Regions from separate parts of the Danio rerio genome. Here region 1 is linked to region 2. The links are chromatin contacts, called in public HiChIP or PLAC-seq maps. All regions are on one chromosome and are shown on one strand. Each heading gives the region's core, a stretch centred on a gene start, on an enhancer-like site or on the middle of the called end of the contact. The rest is flanking DNA. Distances are from core to core; before and after follow the strand shown. Region 1 overlaps mark2b (MAP/microtubule affinity-regulating kinase 2b). Region 2 holds the start of mark2b (MAP/microtubule affinity-regulating kinase 2b).

Region 1 (2,700 bases), core at 55-2,554, 89 kb before region 2:
AACGTGACTTAGAGAACAATTTTAATTCATCTTTAGTCAAGAATGTGTCCTATACATGACAAAATATGTGTCCTATTTTGACTGCTGTGCCATCATAAATAGTGAAAATAACCCATAAAAAAGGCTTTAAGATCAGGCGGAATCCTCTGTTGGTTGACGCTTCAGTGACTTCAGCTAATCAGTTTTGGCCAATGCTAACAGGAGCTTGAAACAAAAATCACCAATAAAAAGGTGTGAAGCACCAAAAGCGGCCTATATTAAATTCATTTGAATATATTTTGGCTATTGGTTTTATCCATGAATTTTCAAAATTACAAAAGAGGCTCAAAAAATTGTGACACTCTGCATTATTAGTAATATTATTATAATTATGTTTTAATTATTTTTTACTGAAATGGCCGGACTGAGAAAAGTTAAATGTGTGGACAGTTTGTTTTTGCCTAATAAATGATAATAATAGGCCACAGTTTTCAAAATAAAACTTTACCAGATTCCTATTTGTTTTCAAATAATATATGATGTAATAAATATTATTTTTTATAAAAATATTTTTTTTTAGGCTTTTCTTTATTCTAAATCTTTAGGAAATGTTTTGGTACATGAAAAAGTGTGGTAATGATGACCACCCCACTAGCTAATCCAGTAAAAGAATTCTGCTTAAAATGTCAATAAAATGCAGTGTTTGAATCTCATAATTAAATTAAAAAAATGAGGCGCATAACTGCATAAAAGAACCACCCCTTTCACCAGGCTGGCTACGGGCCTGTTTACAAATTGTATATCGTCAAAATTAACATTCATTCATTTACTTTTCAGCCCTTTATTATTCTTTAGGGGTGGCCACAGTGGAATGAACCGCACAAACCAGCGTATGTTTTATGCAGTGGATGTAAAATCAAGCTCCAGCTGCAACCCAATACTGGGAAACACCCATACACTCATTCTCTCTCACACACACATTATGCCTAACGTTAATTTAGTTTATTTTATTGACATACCGCATGTCTTTAGACTGTGGGAGAAGCCGGAGCACCCCTGGAAACCCACACGAACACGGGGAGAACATGCAAACTCCACACAGAAATGCCAACTGGCCAGCCGAGGCTCGAACCAGCGACCTTCTTGCTGTGAGGCGACAGTGCTAACCCTTGAGCCATCTGCGTACTGTTTTGTGACGGGAAATTAAGTAAGTTAACGTTAACTTATTGTGTAACGTTATCTTCAAGCCACACAACCATGCTTTTTGGAACAGTGCGAACAGAACACCGGAAATGTAAACACAGCATGAGGGCGCCTGTTTATCACACAAAGGCGTATCGTGAGTGTGTGGTTAGTGTTTTATTGTAGTTTTATTAACTTACTGAGTCTCAGGTGTGGGCCAAGTTTACTTCCTCATAGCCATCTTCCTCAGCGGCTCCCGCCAGTTTTGTGCTGTGCGTGCGTGCGCGCGCGCGAGCTCGCTACCTCTCATCAGGTGACATTAAACGTGAAAGCTCATGTCGGTTGCTTAAAATTCGACAGATTAAACAGCGCTTGAACTCTACAAATAGATTTAGTAACAGCTTCTGTTATAAATGTCGCGCCTCACTATATTATTTTTAACATCACTGTTACTATGGTTACTTACAGGTTATGTTCACGGATCCAAACCAAAACACCGCGAGGACACGCCTTCAGCCCTCGACCAAATACATTTAAACGTGGATCAAATTTAGATCGTTTCTCAAATCTAAATTGTTCAAAATTAAATGTTTAACTGCCCTAATTGTTCAGGAAGCTGATATGGGGATAACTAAATATACGTCTTAATGGTATAGTTGATCAAAAATTAATATAGGGTTAGCTCTTTAATACTGAGAAATAATTAGCTCTGCTTTGTATTTTAAATAATGTTAATAATTAAATTTAATATAAATGAATTACAATATAAATATAAATTTGACCACCCATAAAATGGTTCATACTACTGTTAATGCATAATTGTGCCAATAAGTCTGCCAGTAAAAAACTCAAAATTCAATGGTCTGAAGCCAGCAGATCTAGAGCCCCGATAGACATCTTAACTATTGTCATTTTATTCTCCTGAAATAGCCTAGCAGTTTGTTTCTACATATAGCCTAAAAGTTAAGTTAATTTAGATACATAGTTTGACCTACAGTAACCTCAGAAGTAGCTAATAGGTCAGAAAACAAAATGTCCCACAAAACACTGAAAACTTAACAAGTTTGATGTAATTTAAACAAATACCTACATTTGATTTACTACATTTGATAAGTGTGTATTACAAAAACTAACATTATCGAAAAAGTTGACCCCGTAAATGTATAATTTGCACCCTGGTTACTTGCATATATTTAAGGAGCCTATGTGATGTCAAACACCCTCAGATATGCCATTGTTGGGTATATTAAACATTGGAACAAACCAGTTTCAATACAGCCATCGTGAGTTTAATTGTTTTATTACTATCGTCGATCATATCTTTGCACAAAAAAAAAAAAAACATTTGGTGTATTTCTATGTGAACCCCCCCTAACCCAACAGCAGAGTCTGACACAAATAATAAAATTACAGCAACAAAAAAAAAATGTTGTGAATAAAAATAATCAACCCTGAAGAAACAAACAATACTTAAAATAATTGGATCCCCAGCACCTTGAACAAATGATCGTTTGTGAGAACAGCAAAGTACATGACAAA
Region 2 (2,700 bases), core at 192-2,691:
ATAATTTAACCAGTTTCAGTTAAAGTCTTCTTTAATGTTTTACTTTACTAAAAGGTCACCTACATTATAAGAGTGTGAAATATCCCCTTAAAACATTTTGAAGTCATCTTAAGGCCCCATAGAATTTTTTATTGGGGGCACTGTTAGCTTAATTTTATTGGCAGACACACTTGCTAAACCCCAAACATATGGTATTTTTAGTCTATCCAATGGACAAAACGACACTGTAGCTAAATCAGCCATTATGTTTTCAATATCTACATTGAGGAAGCTTGAAACTTTTATCAATTAACAGTTAAGGGAAGTCATGTTGTGTCAGGGATACTGTTTCTGAACTAACTTGTTTTTCCTTTTTCAGCTCACCTAACAGTCTAACTTTGTATTACATGCTTGAGAGAAACAAGGTTCAACAGAAAAGCAAGAATGACGTCATCCGCAGCAACAAACAAGCACACACACACGCCACGGTTAGTTTCTGAGCAGGTAGTGTAAAGACATGTCTCACCTGGCTGGATGAATTCTCTATAACAGCTACTCCTTGAGGCCGGGTTGACATTTTCGCCCAGAGATTTTCAAAAACAGGGCCAATGGGGGAAATGTGACTGGAAAATCGTTTTCAGTGGTTGACAAGCATTTATAAGCTTGCCGTTAGAGGCTAATGTGTCTGTTCTAACAGAAGTAATCAGTGTTGCTAGCTAGCCTGAACTAGCCACGCAGACGGAGATCAACAAGTTGAAGCCCAACATCAGTCCATATGTGGAGGAAAAAAAACTTGTGTTAAAGTCTCCGGCTGAAAATAAACATATAGTCCTTAATGAGGTTTTATAACGGATTTTCAGTCTTCTTGGAGAAACAAGCATGGACCCAACATTTAATGTTGCCTTCCAAATGAATCGGCTGGAGTTTAAAACAATTCAAATCTTCCCATAAATGACAGCCACAGGAAACGAGGACACGAGAAAGACTAATGTTTCTTAACGAGCGATGTGATGTGTGTCTGGCCACACAGACAGAATAACACAAATAAAATTGAGTAAAATCACAATTATATCGACCTTCAAAAACAATAAGTGTCAACAAAAGGTGGAGAAATAGCTTCACCGTCACTTTGAGACAAACCGAATGACCGCGGATTTGAAGAAAAACAACCGAGAATGTGAAGCACTGGCAGACGTAAAATGCGTTTCAAAAATGATCAATCCTAAAATACCCTCATGATCCACGAAACCGTCTTCCGCCACTCACGGGATCCCGGTGACCGACGGCTCTTGAATGAAAGAAAACGGCCGAGGGCTCGCGTCCAGAGAGAAACATTCACAGTCACGTAGTAAAATCCATAATTGGCTTCGGTGAAACGGGCTTCAGTGGAGGCGGATCGGTGTCGTACTGCGGCCGAGCTGTTCAAATGCTCGTGCCTGATACCGGAACAAGCGCGAGAGGCAACATGGCCGATCTCCGGAGCGAGCGGAGGGGGGCTGAACGGGGAGGGGCGGCGGATCCGTGCACGGATCGTCTAGGCGTCAGTCGGCGCTCGCACTGCGGTATTCGCGGCCGAAACGGCGACAGTAGACGTGGAGTGACATCATGCGGTCGTTGTTACCGTGGAGATTTTGAAATTCAGCAGATGCCAGATCACAGGAAACAGCATCTGTGTGTGAATCATGGTGTGAATGTAGTGTTCGAGTAACGTAACAAGTGAAGACATTTGATTTTTCTTAAGAACCTTTAATTTTGAACAGCGACATTATTTACAGCTGAATCATAATTTCATACAGACATACACAAATAAAAAGGAAACTTAATCTAAAAGTGGGCATGTATATACAAAACGGACACCTCAATGATTTTTCATAGATCAAATCTAAATCCCCTGGTACGGTGAATCAGAAAATGAATATCCGTCTACTACAGTTAAGTGAATAATTCACCTAAAATGTGAAAATTGTCATCATTTACTCATCCTCATCATATTCCAAAAACAAATGCTGTCAGCTATGGCTGAACACAAAATTAGCGATGTTGAAGAAATCACAGAAACTAAAAGCACTTGTGCACAATATGAAAGGCAGTTTGAAGCCATACAGTATTATTGTGGGAAAGCATTCTGAAGGATTCTGGAAATTGGTTAACTAGAATTAATGGCTAAACGTTTTCAGCATTCTTCAAAATATCTTCTGTTCAACTGAAGAAAACAAGTGGTGTGGAACAAAAGGAGGAAGAATAAATTAGATTAACATTTGGGGGTAAACTACACCTTGAATACCTGCAATATCATAAAACACATATTGAGCATCTGCAGTTAGATATCGTCATCATGTGCACTTTAGAATCAAATGAGGGGGAGTAAATAAGCTTTTTGAAATAGTCTTCCTTATATACAAAACAACCCACACTATTTTATATTAGTCTTTTTATCGCAAATCATCCTCCATAACATCATAAAGAGTGACTTCCCAAGACCTGTGCATAAGCTAAAGCTAATTAACAACGACAATACAAATACCTGAGTGAATACATAATAAACCTCTTTAAATTACTCCAAAAACAAAGACCAAATCTGAAAGACTGAAGCATAAAACACATGTAAAAATGCATATAAAACCAAATACTGATGCAGATGTTTAGTCTCTGCTTAAGTCTTTTACTGGCATTGTGAACAGGTCTGAAAAGAAGCTCCCTTCATTGTCACCTCCACCAAAA

What was found. HiChIP or PLAC-seq counts read pairs in DNA pulled down with a chosen protein or histone mark.
Region 1: an H3K4me3 HiChIP or PLAC-seq map of gastrula embryo shows a contact between it and region 2, with 4 times the contacts expected there. The contact joins the enhancer-like site here to the promoter of mark2b in region 2. A contact is called at or near these places in 7 of 18 Hi-C or Micro-C datasets (caudal fin, embryo, hematopoietic stem cells and 1 more) and 3 of 4 datasets of contacts at active chromatin or transcription factors (caudal fin, embryo and gastrula embryo).

What each region holds. Positions count from the first base shown.
Region 1 is chr7:24,963,040-24,965,739 of GRCz12tu, reverse strand. It overlaps mark2b (MAP/microtubule affinity-regulating kinase 2b), which reads right to left. Exons shown (of 16, transcript XM_073908425.1): 16 at 2,446-2,700. Among named protein-coding and RNA genes, the nearest start is that of rcor2, 16 kb to the left of the region's middle. Within about 2 kb of position 1,304, at least 10 of the 62 cell types and tissues checked have an H3K27ac peak or open chromatin away from gene starts, as enhancers often do. A contact at or near this core is called in gastrula embryo, where this site is marked.
Region 2 is chr7:24,873,752-24,876,451 of GRCz12tu, reverse strand. mark2b (MAP/microtubule affinity-regulating kinase 2b) reads right to left here and starts at 1,441. Exons shown (of 16, transcript XM_073908425.1): 1 at 506-1,441. The coding sequence starts at 556. krcp (kelch repeat-containing protein) reads right to left here. Exons shown (of 13, transcript NM_001012366.1): 13 at 1,705-2,700. The coding sequence ends at 2,622.